Regions from separate parts of the Mus musculus genome. Here regions 1, 2, 3 and 5 are each linked to region 4. The links are chromatin contacts, called in public Micro-C and promoter capture Hi-C maps. All regions are on one chromosome and are shown on one strand. Each heading gives the region's core, a stretch centred on a gene start, on an enhancer-like site or on the middle of the called end of the contact. The rest is flanking DNA. Distances are from core to core; before and after follow the strand shown.

Region 1 (3,083 bases), core at 48-2,547, 620 kb before region 4:
AGGAAGTGCAGGGGCAAGCTCAAGGACCCAACCCCAATAGTCTTTCTCCCAGTTGGGACCTAGCTTTTAACGTTCTCAGAACCTTCTAACATGTTACCAGTTGGGGACTAAGCTTCCAACACGGAAACCTATGGTGAGAGCAGGGGTGCGGGAGTATCATAGGCAAACCATAGTGCCATTCTGTGTCCGTTCCTTTCCTGTTGCTCAAAGCAACTTATAGAAGAGCATCTTTTGACTCGCAGCTCCGGAGAGTTAAGTCTATCAAGATGGGCAAGCGCAGTAGCAGCTGGCAGGAGGGTTCAGGGAGCTGGAGGATTACATCTTTTGCTGCCAGCTTGACATAGGGAGACAGCCAGGAGCCAAGTGTTCAGATAAATGTCTGAGCCCGTGGGAGACATTTCTCATTTAGATCACCACACCCACTTTTTGTTCATTTTCCATTTGGGGAGCTTCTGACTCCAAGTTAAATGTTAGAGAGTATAATTGAGTTAAATGTTAGAGAGTATAATTGAGGAGCAATTACATGCAAATATAACTGATGGCCCAGCAGGTCAAGTCACTCAACAGATCAAGTCAAGCTGGCCACCTAAGGTTGAGTCCCCAGGACCCATACAAGAGGGAGACCTGACTCCTGTAAGTTGTCCCCTGGCACATGTGCCCTGGCATACATATGCCCACATACATGTGCGTATACATGCAAGGCAATGAGCTGACCGTAGAGCAGAGAAGCACTCCCTTCAGTAACGGAGCCTGCATACGTCCTGAATCTTTGTGGCCTGACTCATGTGCAAAGGCCCTGGCTAAGGTGGACACAGGAGGCTCCTATGCAGAGCAGGGCTGGTGGACCTGTTTTAGCAACTGGTGACACCTGATCTGGAGGTCCTGCCTTGTTCCCAGTACTGCCCAGCTGAGGAGAAAGTAGAAGGAAAGATGAAAGGAAGAAACAAGGAACGATGCGGACATGGGGTTTGGCTTTTTAACTCAACCTCTTATTGAAAAATAAAAAGCTGAACTCAGAGAAAATATAAAGAGGGGAGAGGTTCTCTTAAACACACAAGGTTATGAAACCTTTCCCTTTCTCCCACACACAGTCTTTCAGCATACCATGGTATTTATTTGCTATTTAATGTCATTCTAAATAAGGGAAAAATTAAAATTTCAAATCAGCATGAATTTCTCTGTTCATCTTTATCCCCTGCCATGCCAGTGGGAAACGCAAATATCAAAGTGTTTAACTGGGATGCCGAGTCAAAATTATACAGTTGGAATCTCTGGGCCTCATCCCCAGAAGGTGCCTGAAGCTTGCCAAAAGAGATGAACATGAGCCAGACAATGGAAGGTTGGAAGAGATGGTCCCCTGGCCGTAAGGATATGCTGAGCTGCGCGGTGCTGAGGAGCCTGGCTGAAGATGCCTTTCCTGAGCCAGCTGCTCCAACGCACAGAAGAAGGTAACCTTGGGGATGGTTGACAGCCTCTGCTACAGGTTGTCTGGAGACAAGAATTGGTTGGGGAAAGGTCTGTTTCCATCATAAAGCCTGTCAATGTGTCCTGGTCCTGCTTGCAAGGGGCAGCCACCAGCTCACCAACTTCCCTGTCCTGAGGAATGCCCATGCTAACCTTTGACTCTTTTGACTTGGTTTGTGCTCCCCCACAGCCTGCTGCCAAGAAAGGAGGGCAGCAGCTGTTACTGGACAGGACAGGGAGAGAGAGGGAGGTTAGGCAGGATGTGGAGTGTTGGGGGAAGGTTGGTGTCTAAGGTAGGGTTTTGCTGCTGTGAACAGATACCATGACCAAGGCAAGTCTTATAAGAATAACATTTAATTGGGGCTGGCTTACAGATTCAGAGGTTCAGTCTGTTATCATCAAAGTGGGAGGATGGCAACATCTAGACAGGCATGGTGCAGGAGGAGCTGCAAGTTCTACATCCCCATCTGAAGGCTGCTAGCAGAACACTGGCTGCAACGTCCTTCTTTTTCCTGGGCTGGTTCCACTCCATTAGGTGCATTCCTCAGCAGGTAGACCACGGCTCTGGCATCTCGAACATCTTGGGGTCTCCAAAGCAACTTCAATGTTACAGCTTTTTGGTTCAATGTCTCATATGATCTTCCGGGGTCCTCCAAAGGGCTGGCGTCACTTCCCAGCTCTGCCCTCTGTAGCACTCTAAGCTCAGGACGATCCACTCCAATGCCACTGCTTTTCTTGGTGATCATTCCATGATACTGGCATCTCCATTACGCTGGAGTGTTACACTGTAACTAGACTTCACCAATAGGCTCTCTTCATGGTACCAACCCTCAACTCCTTTGCATGATCCCTTCAGTCCTGGGCTATCAACTGCAGCTGAGGCTGCACCTTCACCAATGGCCTTCCATGGCCTCTCACAGTACCAAGCCTTAGCTGCTCTTCATAACCCCTTCATGCCTTCAAAACCAGTACCACCTTGGTGACTCTTTCCCATTACCAAGTACAGCTGCAGTACGAGGTACAACCTTGGCTATGCTCTATGTGTTTGCAGAAAAGACTTCCCAGATTTCACCTCAGTGATGTTAGTCTCTTCTTAATCACCGCTAATTTCTTAGCTCCAGCTAACCAGCATCGATTGTTTCAGTAGTCCCTTCTATTATTCACTCTAAAGCCAGAGCTGGAACTGAAGAGTTCTGCTGCTTGCAGGAGCTGGAATATGGCCCCCTTGTTCTTATTACATTATCACCAGCTTTCTGTTCTCCAACTCCTTCACTGCCTAAGCTTGGCTGTCTTGGATCTTGCTCTGCAGATTGACTTTGAACTCAGAGATTTGCATGCCTGTCTCCTTGGATTAAAGGTGTGCACCACCATGCCTGGATTTAAGCTTTTCTTCACCTAGAACTTGCTCTGTCCCAGGCTGGCCTTGAACTCAGAGATCTACTTGGCATTATATCCTGGGATTATGTACCACCATGCCTGGATCTAAGTTTCTCATGACCTCTATGCCTCTGTGTCTTCCAACCTCAGGATCTGGATCACAGGTGAGCCCTCCAAATCTGGATTGTAGTTCATTCCAGATATAGTCAACTTGACAACCAGGAATAGCCATTACAGGGGGA
Region 2 (2,929 bases), core at 314-2,813, 680 kb before region 4:
ATAGTTTTTCATGCAAAATGGATGCTGGCAAATCTGAAATCATCAAAACCAACACCCTTCTTCAAAAGTTGTTGGATAAGAAGCACTAATGTTCCGGGTTAAATGCTATTAGGTAGCATAATTCTCTCTTCCTTGGAGAAGAGCAGCCTTTTAATTTATACAGGGCTTCAACTGATCAAATGAAACTTACCCACACAATGCAGGACAATCTGTTTTACTTGACAAATGTAAATGATAACCTCATCCAATCACTGCCCAGAAACAACCAGAATAATATTTGATTAAGTATCTGAGCATCCCATGGCCAATTCAAATATATGCAAAAACTAGTCATTACAAGGTCTGATTGGTGGAAACACAACCAAGACAGCAAATGTAACTCATTTTAGAGAATACTCTTCAAATTGTAATTAGAGTGTTTCCCACGAACAAGCTATCACAGGAATCCTGCATTTCTTCCTCTGCCACCTTCTCTATATCCTCATGCAGACTTGTGGCCCTCATCAAGAAAGTCTTATAATACTCAGGGGTGAACAGCCCTGCCATTGCTGTCTGTGGATGTGAGACAGGAGAGGAGATTAATGTGTGCACATATGGGGAGTTAATATCCTCTCCCTGTGTCATGTTCTAGTTCTTAGGTGCATTCCACTGAAGAAATATAGTTTTTAGCTTGGCTAATGTGCACCAAAGCTATTTGCAAAAGCTTTTCCCTTCCCCCTGCTGCTTGAGGAATTTTCCCTTTCCCTGCCAATATAAGCAAGTTCAATAGTTCAATACCACCCGGGCCCTTCCCCATCTGAGAGGACTGACTAAGAGGTCATGATGACCACAGTTGACCAGAGCAAGATTAGCAGTTCTCAAAAATTAGCTATAACACAGATAACAGTCCTTGGAAATCCTGCCTCAGTTTGAATTCCACAATAAACCACATACTGTCCTAACCTTGCTGACGAAGTTTTCTGGCACATCAACAGCTGATCACTAAAATTAAAAATACACTATTGCTTTGCTAGCCAATAATGATATCACTGTGAGGTGCCCCCCTTTCAAAGATTATAAAAAAGATGTACTTTTGACAATCGGGGTTTACTCTCCCTGCGAGGCTGAGCAACGCCCCCCCCCCCCATGGTTTTATTCCACGCACGTTAGAATAAAAACCTCTTGTCATTGTTGCAGCGTTCTGCCGTCAAGCTGTGTGTTTCTGGGGGTCGCGTTCTCAACACTTGGGCCCTTGGGGGCCCAACACCATCTCCCTGGACTTGGCACTTAATTCCACTAACAGGGAGGTCAGACATGTGCTTAGATCAGCTACACAGAAGTCCAGCTTGGCCCCAAAGCCACCAATAGTGGTCAGAAGAGACGTGTTTGAGGTAGCTGTCCCTGGTGCTGACTGGACGCTAAAGCCTATGTAGGGACGTCTGGGTTTCTATCCGCGGTGCTGCCCATTTCTTCCTCCAGTTCCTCAAGGTTTGGATGAAAGAATGGTTTTTAAAGCACAGACGAAACATCGAAGTAATTTCCTTTTTTTTTTTTTTTCTGAAGTAAGTGCCATATGATTTAGGTTACACATAGGTTTCCTGCTGACACACGGGAGAGCAAGAAACTAAGAAACTCAAGGACTAGTGGATGCGCGCTTCCCATCTCTCTGCCACAGAGACGCTTGGCCACTGCGAGATCCAGGGAAAGAAGCTGGAGTCCCTGGGAAAGCAGAGAATAAATACCAGCAGACTCGAGAGAAGGCAAAGGGTTACAAGTGAGCAGGCTGTGTCTGCGCGCAGCTGGTGCAGGGGGGCTTCCGGGGCTACAGGGGCTACAAAACGGCTGTGATGCAATCACGCAAGTCACCGCGTCAAAGCGTGGATCCGGGGATGTGCGCACCGCGGCCCCCTGCATCCCGCTGCGGCTAATCCTGCGGGCAGCCGCCGCCAACAATTTGTCCCCATTCCGCAGCAACCGCCCGGGTCCCTCGCGATCCCCGACCACCGCGGCAGTTCCTGAGAGCTGCGGGGGCCATGAAACCCGCGGGCGGCCGCGGCGGCTGGGGCTGGGGTGGCGGCAAGGGAGGCAGCAAGGGAGGTGACACGGGCTCAGGGACCAAAGGCGGCTTCGGGGCACGCACACGCGGCTCCAGCGGCGGCGGCCGGGGCCGGGGACGAGGCGGCGGCGGGGGCGGCGGGGGCGGCGGCGGCGACAGGCAGCGACGCGGCGGTCCAGGCAAGAACAAGAACCGCCGCAAGAAGGGCATCACGGTGTCGGTGGAGCCGCATCGGCACGAGGGCGTGTTCATCTACCGCGGCGCGGAGGATGCTCTGGTCACACTGAACATGGTGCCTGGAGTCTCGGTGTACGGCGAGAAGCGCGTCACCGTGATGGAGAACGGGGAGAAACAGGAGTACCGCACGTGGAATCCCTTCCGCTCCAAATTGGCAGCGGCCATCCTGGGCGGCGTGGACCAGATCCACATCAAGCCCAAGTCCAAAGTGTTGTACCTGGGCGCCGCCTCCGGAACCACTGTCTCACACGTCTCCGACATCATCGGCCCCGACGGCCTGGTCTATGCGGTTGAATTCTCCCATCGCGCCGGCCGCGATCTGGTCAACGTGGCCAAGAAGCGCACCAACATCATCCCGGTGCTGGAAGATGCCCGGCACCCGCTCAAGTATCGCATGCTCATTGGCATGGTGGACGTGATCTTCGCCGATGTGGCCCAGCCAGATCAGTCGCGCATCGTGGCGCTTAACGCCCACACCTTTCTGCGCAACGGAGGCCACTTTCTCATTTCCATCAAGGCCAACTGCATCGACTCCACAGCGTCTGCCGAGGCCGTGTTTGCTTCTGAGGTGAGGAAGCTGCAACAGGAGAACTTGAAGCCACAGGAGCAGCTGACTCTGGAGCCCTACGAAAGGGACCACGCCGTCGTCGTCGGGGT
Region 3 (3,017 bases), core at 144-2,643, 860 kb before region 4:
ACATCCTGATGAAAATAACTTTAAGGGGGAAAGACGTTATTTTTCTGCTTTTAAGTCCAAATGACAGTCCATCACTGTGGGGAAGCCAAAGCAGGAACTTGAAACAACCAATCAGTCAAGAGCCGAGGGAAACCGAAGCATTCCTATTTGTTAGTGCTGAGCTCGCTCCCTAATCTTACCTACTTCAAGACTCAGCCCCAGGAAACTGTACAGGCCAGGACAGGCAGGTTCTGCTACTTCCGCTAAGACGATCAAGACCGCCCTTCAAAGACAATCCCACAGGCCAACCTAATCTAGACCATTCCTTGTAAAGACTCCCTTGCCAGGTGGTTCTAGATTCTATGAACAATTAATGGCCCACGGTTTTATTAATCTCAGCACCTGGGAGGCAGGGGATATAGCACAATGAGTTCTAGGACAGTCAGAGACTGTCTCAAAAAACCCAGTGAGTTGGCACAGAGTCGCACATCACACACCCACCAAGATGAAGGAAACTTTCAAATAGGGTTTGTTGTTTGTTTCTTGCCTGCTCCACCCAGCCACCTAGTGGAGGCAGGTTATCTGGCTTTAAACCACGCCCCTACATCCTTCTTGCTGCATGATTTGTAACATTCACGTGCTTGGCTCAACTGCACCGGCTACATTTCTAAGGATTCAGGGTCAGAACCTGCAAGGTGTACAGGTAAAGAGCAGCCCACTCCCAGCATCTCTAGCGGTTGGGCTAGAGTTTAATTTAAGCTTCTGGGTACCATGGCGATGGAGTGCTATAAATACCCTGGGGACTCACAGCCAGCCCTCTAGTTATTGCGCTCACGCGCCACCCCCATTTCCCACCAGGGCTCCGCTCGAGCTTCTGGGGTAGCAGTGGAAGAGAGCACGCCTGCGCTCTGTGCGCCAGTTCCCGCCCTCTGCTCTCAGGCTTGCTTTCTCCTTGCGCACCACCCACCCCCTTGAAACCGCGATTTCATCTCCGCCTCCCACAGTGCATAATTCATTTCCTCCCCGGTGAAAGACATAACAACTCCCAGGCCCCAGAGGACTCTTTGAGGAGACAGTTGGAAATAGGATGGATGCAACCTGTCCTGCCAGCTCCAGGATAGCCACTGCTGTGGGAGAAACCCAGTCCTGTTAATGACAAAAAGCAGGAAGAACGGGGAGCTGGAAGGGAGGCAGGCACCTTGGAGAGAAAAATCCGCTTCTCCACTTATTAAATCCTCTCTCTCTCTCTCTCTCTCTCTCTCTCTCTCTCTCTCTCTCTCTCTCTCTCTCTCTCTCTCTCTCTCTCTCTCTCTCTCTCTCCTCCCTCCTTCTCTTCTTCACCCCTCCCCCCTCTTTCTCTGCTTCTTCTATGCCTAAAGTGGGTCTTGATGACAGCTCTGGTGGTGGAGGAGGTATGTGAAACCTCAGCTTGGAATTCAGATCTCTCAGCTTTCTGAGGCTCTGCAATGGTCCGGGCTTCACCTGCCCTCCCAAATATCCAGGGTTTTCTCCCGTTTTACTCTGAACAGACACACAACCAAATAAAAGCAAGAGTTCAAGGATGGTCTATACTAGAAAGACTACCCCATTTCTTCCAATCAGACTGTGACCCTGACATTTCTCATTTCTAGATCTCTGGCTCTGTTGGGAACCCACGAGTGAGAACCCACTGGAGAGGTGGGGGATGGAGCTCAGTTGAGAGAACATTTTGCAGGAAGCCCTAGGAGGAGGTGGTAGTAATGAGGGGCACAGCTAGGTGTGGTGATACATGCCTGTAATCCTAGCATTCAGGAGGTGGAGACAGGGGGATCAGGTGAAGACCCTTCTGTTCAGGGTCTTCCTCACAAAGTGAGTTTGAAGCCAGCCTGGGCTACATGAGAGCTCGTCTTTAAAAAAAACAAAACAAGCAAAACCAAAAACAAAACAAAACCTCACTGGAAGCCGACTCTTGGAACCTGGGCCCTGTTAGTAGAGTTAGTCGTTTGGCTTTCCAAGACTCAGTTCTGTTCTGTGGAATGGAATCAGTAAGAACAAGGGCTAGCCTCATTGGGCACAGCTTGTTTTGCAGCACTGTATTAAGCATTGAGGACCCAGAGGTAAATTAGAAATGTCTTCTGAGCCAGGCTTGGTGGCACACGCCTTTAATCCCAGCACTTGGGAGGCAGAGGCAGGCAGATCTCTGAGTTCGAGGCCAGCCTGGTCTACAGAGTGAGTTCCAGGACAGCCAGGGCTACACAGAGAAACCCTGCCTCAAAAAAAAAACAAAAAAACAAAAAAGAAATGTCTTCTGCCTAGACTCTCCTGTTGCCAAAGTTTGCTCTACCCAGACTTTCTCTCTGGCTTTGTTTTGTTTTTTTGAGACAGGTTTTCTCTGTGTAGCCCTGACTGTCCTGGAACTCACTTGTCTCTGCCTCCTAAGTGTTGGGGTTAAAGGTGTGCACCACCACTGCCCGGCCTGGCTTTGAATGTATTTTCTCAACCTTGAAACCACCAACTCCAGGGCACGGTTATGAACCTCAAGTAACACGTGACTGAACAGAGGGGATGTTATTGGCTCAGTCACCGAACATAACAGTGTGTGGTCTCCAGGACCCGTGGGTCGGACGGTATGAGGTAGGGAGGTATAGTCATGGAGTGGGAAGACAAAACCCAGGAGAGGTTCTCCAAGCCTCCAGTCCTTTAAAGCATGCAGATGCCAGCCAGAAACCACTTCTGAGATAGCCAGCTTTCTCTCCCTATCTTTCACTGTCTCTGTTTCTCCATCATTCCTCCTACTATTTACTTTATTGGTTTTATTGTGTGTCTATGCACATGTGATTGCTGGTACCTTCAGGCCAGAGGTGTAAGAGATACAGGCAGTTAGGAGCTGCCAGATGTGGGTGCTGGGAACAGAAACCATGTCCTCTTAGAAAGTAGTACATGCTCTTACCCAGTGAGCATCTCTCCAGCCTCCCTCTCTTTCTCTCCCTTCCCCCACCACACTCAGTTTCCCCTCCTCATTCCCCGTGAAATGCTGCCCCATCTCTTTACTTATTCAT
Region 4 (3,055 bases), core at 64-2,563:
CTGGAATTGTGACTAGGGCAAGCCTTCACCCACTCAGAGGCTCCAGCTCCCTCCACCACCAGGGCTCCATACTCCCTCACCCCGCCCCCAACTGTGGACTAAAAGGAGCCCACCCCCGGAGGCCAAATTTTGAATTTGGTCGTGAGGATCAAAATGATAAATCTTTCCAAAACGCTGACATAAGAAAAGTAAATATTTGGTTGCACAATTGGGGTTAAAACGAGGGTCAATCCACCCCACTCTCCAAGAGCCTCTCCGCTAGCTGCCAACCCCAGGATCCGAGGCTGAGTGCGGTTTGTAAGATTATAGCGCTAGGTCTCATTTAAAGGGCTGTCAGCATTTCCATTCTCCGGCCCGTTTGGGGAGGCATTTATAACCCGGCCATAAAAAATTCACCCGGGCTGCAACTTGGCATCCCCAATGCTGCACTCCAGGCAGGGAGGGTGTTGAGAGCACCCACTCAGAATCCGTCCGGTTTTTCAGAAGTTAAGACCTCTTTCGTACACACTCAACTTTCCTAGCAAGGACAGCCACACAGCAGCTGGCCCATTCTGATCTCCAGGAGGGTCGCAGGTTTTTTTTTTGGGGGGGGGGCGAGGGGGTCCGGGAAGGAGGCTCTCAGGTCTCTGCGATCGAAACTCCCCATCTCCGTCTAGCTTGCTACCTCGCCTCTCCCTCTTTAAGAAGCAAGGGGTAATGGACCCCTCATACCCAACCCCAAACCTTGAGACCACCACGCTCTCTGACACCCCCCCACTCCTCCGCGCTAGCCTTCTGCTAGCTTTATTCTCCCGATCTGTCAGCGGATAAGCCCCCGGTGCCCTCAACCAGGGAGGCACTACGCGGTCCCATCGCGGGGGCAACTCGTACACTTCTCTCCACACCTGCCCAAAGCCACGCCACCCCCAACTTATTGAGCGTGTCTGACAGCAGGGGTAGGGGAGTAGGGATCGTCCCCCATGCACCGGAGAGGAAAGAAGGACCTGCGCCCTGAGGGCGACTCTGTAGGAGCCAGCCGGGTGGGTGGCCTGAGCGGGCGGGCGGGGTGGGTACTCACAGGCGCTCTGCGTTGCGGGGGATGCCCCGAGGAACGGCGCGCAGGCCCAGCCCGTGGCAGTCCACGCTAGCGGCGGAGCAGGTACACTTGGTGGGGCAGGCGGCAGCAGGGGGTCCGCTCAGGATGCTCGCAAGCGCCAAGCCCAGCGCCAGGCGGGCGCGCACAGCGGCGCCGGCCCCGGTCCGGCCGAGGGCCATGGTGCACAAGCGCCCGCACCCAGAGGAGGATGCCTGGCGAGGCGGGACACGAGGAGCCCGAGGAGGCGCGCGGGCGGCCTGGGGGGCGGGCGGCGGAGTTAGCGCGGAGGAGGGGCGGGCGCGGCGCTCAGGCGCACGGGGTGCGGGCGGAGCGGGGCGCGCCGGGCGGCGGCGGCAGCAGCTCCATCCGTGGGGCTGGCGCTGCCCCGCTGCGCATCACTCACGGTGCCCAGGTACCGAGCGCCCTCGGGTCCCTCTGGGTCGCCGGTAGAGGTGAGGGCTCTGTCTGGGTCCTGGACTGAGCGCCAGGGAGCACCGTGCCCCGGGAAGTCCGGCTCAGGGCTGGGCTGCGGAGCACAGAGGCGGCTGGGGCACGGAGTGGTCCGGAGAGCTAGCCGGCGCTCGCTTTCTCCATTCACTGAGCAGGGTAGACACCGGAGACGCGGGGCCCGGCCCCTCCCGCCCCCCTCCCAAAACACCAGCTCCGCCTCCCATTGGCTGCGCTGAGCGTCACGTCGACTAAGTTGGGAACTTTGCTGGAGCAACCAAGAGCCTGTAGGGAGGAGGCAGCAGGGGAGCTAGAGAGACCCAACTGGGAAGGAAAGGGACTTGGCCAGCCCGGGCCGCCAGGAAAGAAACATTGAAATTCATTTATTCTTGGGAGCCAAGAACTGATAAACCTCGTGGCTTCATTTTTTTTTTTTAATTCAGTCACCGAGCTGGATACAGAATACCCACATGGGAGCATCAGAAACTAGGCTTCATGTTTTAGGTGAAAGAGTCAAAGTTGGACTAAGTGAAATGATTATCCGAGACCATACAGCTACTAGGCATTCTGTACCCTGACACATTTATCCGTGGAAACTTTGCCCCTACCCTAATTAGTGTTCACAGCTAAGGCCAACAACTATTTCCTAGAGGACTTACAGATTAGAGAACACTACACAGACACACAGTCACAGTCAGTCAGTCAGTCAGTCAGTCAGTCTGTCTGTCTATCTCTCTGTCTCTCTCTCTCTCTGTAGTAAATGTAAGAACTTGGACCCCGGTATTGACACCATCACTTCATCTGCTTCCTGTCTAGGGGACTAAGGGGCAATCATGTCACCTGCGGACCTTTATTTCCTTATTTCAAGGTGCCACCGTTCTGACAGACTTCCCTTGCACATCAAAGAAAAGAACGTGATTTTATAAAATAGTGCAGTAGCATGCAAGGGACCTATTCCCCATCCCCCTCCTCCCCAGCCTTGCCTTCATTCTGCCAGTGCCTGCTCTAAATTGGCTGGTCTGAGCTTTTCCAGATGCCGGTGGGGAAGGGCCATGTTACAGGCTCCATACATACTTGTAGGAATGATGTTGTTTGTTTGTTTGAAGGGAAGGGGCAGGAACTGGAGGAAATATTGCCCAGACTTCCTTGAGATCCTCTTGTACTGGAAAGGTCTGAAATAGCCTTGGTTTTACACACACACACACACACACACACACACACACACACACACACACTACACCCCCCCACACCCCTATACTCTTAACTATAAAACACATGCACTTTCACACACAAAAAATATGCAGTCACATACAGAGAAGAACATGTATGTTCACATACCACTAACCACTATGCGCCTGAGAACTCTCTTTTCCCTCATATGAATGCTACTCAGATTCTTCTATTTTCCTTAAAGGAAACTTTTAGCTACTTGACTACACACTGTAAATATATAGCTGAGGTGCAAATTTTATTTTATTATAGCTAGCATATTTTCAGAGACTTAGCTCTAAGGACTCAATTGCCCCCCAGCTC
Region 5 (3,074 bases), core at 379-2,878, 810 kb after region 4:
ATCAGCCAAGTGCCTGCAATGATTGCACTTATTTTTACACGTTTGACCTAGTTTCAAACTGTGTCTCTTCATGCTGTGATTCATTAGCCACATTTTAAACCACCCGATTAGAGCGAGGTGACTCTGCCTGCTTTGCGCCAGAGACTCAGATTCAATTTCTCTCTGGAATTTAATATGCAAGTCCCTCTGGTACTCTGTTTTAAGAAGCAATTTCCTATCCGGGCACCTGGCATGCTGCTTTGGTATGGATGAGTGGCTGCCTCATGCCGTGGTAGTAAATATATGTCGATTATAGAATTTCTGCCAGGAATAAAAAGAAGAGGGTTCTAATTGGCTCAGATTGCAGGGAATCCCCCAACTCCCCGAGAACCCCATGCAACATTAAGGCTTTTCTAGGTCATTGGAGGGGATGGGAGTTTGAACTTTTAATGATATAAAGTTGGAGCAGCAGTCGACCTTAGGGCTATGTTGGCTGCCAGGGCAAATAGTCTGATTGTCACCCCAACCATCCTTCCCCAATTTCTCTAAGCATTTTAGATACGGCAGGTATGAAAGTCTGGTCTCAAACTTGTGAAAATGGGAGAGGGCCAAGACACACTTGCCATTTTGAAGACAATCTTGAAAGGGGCTAGCCGTCAGAGAAGCACTAAGTGATTCCATTACTCCTTCATTGCATGAGAAATCGTGAATGGCTATTCAATTCAAATGACAGAGCCTTTAATGAACCTACTGCCTGTGGCTCGTTCTACTTCAGGGAGTCTGTTAGTCACATCTGTGTGATCACCTAAGGATCGATACCAAAGTGAGCTAGGCTGTGGTAGAAAAATCAGGATGCTTCCGGTTCAAGATAAAGCAGTCAATTTTTGATTAACAGGCAAATGCAAGTGACTTGTCTAAACTTCCATGACAGTGCATGCAAATCCTAGTGAAAGGCACCCAACCGGGCTTTTCTACATGCTGATCTGGACAAAGAAATTAACAAGCTGGTAAAGTGACTTTGATTGATCTGTGAACTCTAACACACTGACTGATTCCTAATAAAACAATAATGGTTTATTTCATAAAATGGTCAAACTCTCCAATGAAGAATGGAAAACCCCTCTCTCTTTTTTCATTATTTAAAGATAGAAAGAAAAAAAAGGCAGAGAAGTTTCCTTAAACAAACCCTAAGAGAATGCAGCCCGTTCGAGGTAATTCCAGCAACTTGAGCTCCTCTGAGGTTCGCTCTTTGCATTTCCTCCTCTTCCAATTCAAATCAAGCCACTGGGAATAACAAGCCTTGCGGATCGAGGCGTTTGGGGCAGCCTGCAGTTCTGACAATGGTGGATTTTCACCACACACACCCACACAAGCTCACAGTCTCAGCACTCATTTAAACCAAAGATTTAAAGTAGACTGCTGTCCAAGAGACAACAGCATTTTTTTCCTACAAGATCATCGATTTAAAAAAAAAAAGAAAAAAGAAAAAAAACAAAAAAAAATCAAACCTTCCCATATCTCTTACCTCCAAGCAGTGGAATTACCTGCAGAAGATGCCGCCCCTTCCTTGTACAACGAGCCAGCCTTTGACCAGAAGCAAGATAACTCCAAACGAAGGAAAAAATAAGCCCTTTATATTGTAATTTTCACTGTTTATATGCAAGAAGTGTAGTGGGTCTGCTCACGTAGGAATAAATAAAAAGCCGAACAAACTGCACAGCAGCTACCATGTGAAAAGAAAAGCCCTCTAGTGGCCACAGGATGAATTCTTTAAGGAAGGGAGAGAAGAGAGGAGACGGAGGGAGCAGGAACTGAGGAAGCCCAGGTAAACACACACACACACACACACACACACACACACACACACACACACACACACACACCACACACACCTACCTCTAGCTCTTCAAACTCTAGAATCTCCCTTCCCTACATTTAGGCTACCCAGAGGTATGAAATCCATCTCTTAATTTCAGTGCGACCTTGTTAAGTTAGCCAGGATGCAGCTGCTTCAGCCTGGTTTGAAAGAGTTGAGTAATTTCACAAACTCACTACTACCCACCCTGGAGGTCTCGCCAGGAAATAACAAGCAGGTGGGATCCCCAAGGCTTTGGATTCCTACACTCAAAGTGGCTAGAGCCCCCTGAAAGTCTAAGCTTGGTGCTTTGGGCCAGATATCCATGTTTTCTAAACATGGGGTGGGTTTAGCGGTCACCAGCTTCTGTGCAGGTGACCTGCTTAGTCATCGAGTTCCTTCTTTTAAAAGGCCACTCAGCTGTTCCAAAATGATCCATAATACTTTTAAGTGAGGACCCTACATCTTTGCCTCATTCCGTTCTATAGCTGGCCCTGCTGACTGAGAAGGCATGACACCCCTAACGTCCTAATTGAAAAACACCAGGAAGCAAACGAGAGCCTGTACCTATGTTAGCTACTTTGGCAAATGAGTGCATGGAACACATTAAGCAACCTAAGAGACCTACCAAAGAATGCAGAGGGTACTTCCTAGGGGCCATAAGCACTGTCCATCACTCGAGCAGACCTACAGGCTGGCTGATATACAGGTTACATGCATGCATATTCAATATTTTTAACAACAGGAGACTTTTTTAAACAAAGGCCACAGACTGTCAGATACACACACACACACACACACACACACACACACACACACACACACAGAGAGAGACAGAGACAGAGACAGAGACAGAGAGACAAGAACAGAGACAGATAGACAGACACAGAGACACACACTCAGGTATCACACACCTTTATTTTTCAAATAAAATTTCAAATAAAATTTCAAATGAAATTTCCAAGCCTATCTTCAGCAGTGGGAGTCCCTGGACACTCCTTGTATCCCACCAGTAACCAGGCAACCTTCAAAAAAAATCTGGCCTGGCCTGGTTCACAGTGAGACCTCCTCTGGCCAAGATGGTCATCCCTCTAGGATCTTACAGGAAACAGTTGAGAATATTATCTCAGCCCTGCTTGATTAGTGACCAGTGTTTCTTTACCAGCTTCCAGAATATATCCCCTCAAGTGCTGTTTCTATATGCCAGCATGCCCCAGCACAGACACTTAACACCCTGGGA

Evidence for each region. Promoter capture Hi-C pulls out the DNA fragments that hold promoters and counts their contacts. A called contact is a pair of places that touch in the nucleus more often than the background predicts.
Region 1: a promoter capture Hi-C map of hippocampal neurons shows a contact between it and region 4, with 3 times the contacts expected there. The contact joins the enhancer-like site here to the promoter of Slit3 in region 4. A contact is called at or near these places in 9 of 39 promoter capture datasets (the 3T3-L1 cell line, the HPC-7 cell line, embryonic stem cells and 4 more) and 1 of 9 other capture datasets (embryonic stem cells).
Region 2: a promoter capture Hi-C map of hippocampal neurons shows a contact between it and region 4, with 3 times the contacts expected there. The contact joins the promoter of Fbll1 here to the promoter of Slit3 in region 4. A contact is called at or near these places in 8 of 39 promoter capture datasets (the 3T3-L1 cell line, embryonic stem cells, hippocampal neurons and 3 more) and 1 of 9 other capture datasets (embryonic stem cells).
Region 3: a Micro-C map of embryonic stem cells shows a contact between it and region 4, with 3 times the contacts expected there. The contact joins the enhancer-like site here to the promoter of Slit3 in region 4. A contact is called at or near these places in 5 of 39 promoter capture datasets (the 3T3-L1 cell line, the HPC-7 cell line, embryonic stem cells and 2 more) and 4 of 484 Hi-C or Micro-C datasets (embryonic stem cells and pre-B cells).
Region 5: a promoter capture Hi-C map of stem cell-derived epiblast-like cells shows a contact between it and region 4, with 2.1 times the contacts expected there. The contact joins the promoter of Insyn2b here to the promoter of Slit3 in region 4. A contact is called at or near these places in 2 of 39 promoter capture datasets (embryonic stem cells and stem cell-derived epiblast-like cells) and 1 of 115 datasets of contacts at active chromatin or transcription factors (embryonic stem cells).

Annotation. Positions count from the first base shown.
Region 1 is chr11:35,742,020-35,745,102 of GRCm38.p6, reverse strand. No RefSeq gene overlaps it. Among named protein-coding and RNA genes, the nearest start is that of Pank3, 26 kb to the left of the region's middle. Within about 2 kb of position 1,297, at least 13 of the 459 cell types and tissues checked have an H3K27ac peak or open chromatin away from gene starts, as enhancers often do. A contact at or near this core is called in hippocampal neurons, where this site is marked.
Region 2 is chr11:35,797,518-35,800,446 of GRCm38.p6, reverse strand. Fbll1 (fibrillarin-like 1) reads left to right here and starts at 1,563. Exons shown (of 1, transcript NM_001004147.3): 1 at 1,563-2,929. The coding sequence starts at 2,013.
Region 3 is chr11:35,983,852-35,986,868 of GRCm38.p6, reverse strand. No RefSeq gene overlaps it. Among named protein-coding and RNA genes, the nearest start is that of Wwc1, 4.8 kb to the right of the region's middle. Within about 2 kb of position 1,393, at least 79 of the 459 cell types and tissues checked have an H3K27ac peak or open chromatin away from gene starts, as enhancers often do. A contact at or near this core is called in embryonic stem cells, where this site is marked.
Region 4 is chr11:35,119,714-35,122,768 of GRCm38.p6, reverse strand. Slit3 (slit guidance ligand 3) reads right to left here and starts at 1,313. Exons shown (of 36, transcript NM_011412.3): 1 at 1,058-1,313. The coding sequence starts at 1,254.
Region 5 is chr11:34,313,376-34,316,449 of GRCm38.p6, reverse strand. It overlaps Insyn2b (inhibitory synaptic factor family member 2B), which reads right to left and starts at 1,628. Exons shown (of 4, transcript NM_001025382.2): 1 at 1,505-1,628. The region is part of intron 27 of Dock2 (dedicator of cyto-kinesis 2); the gene reads left to right.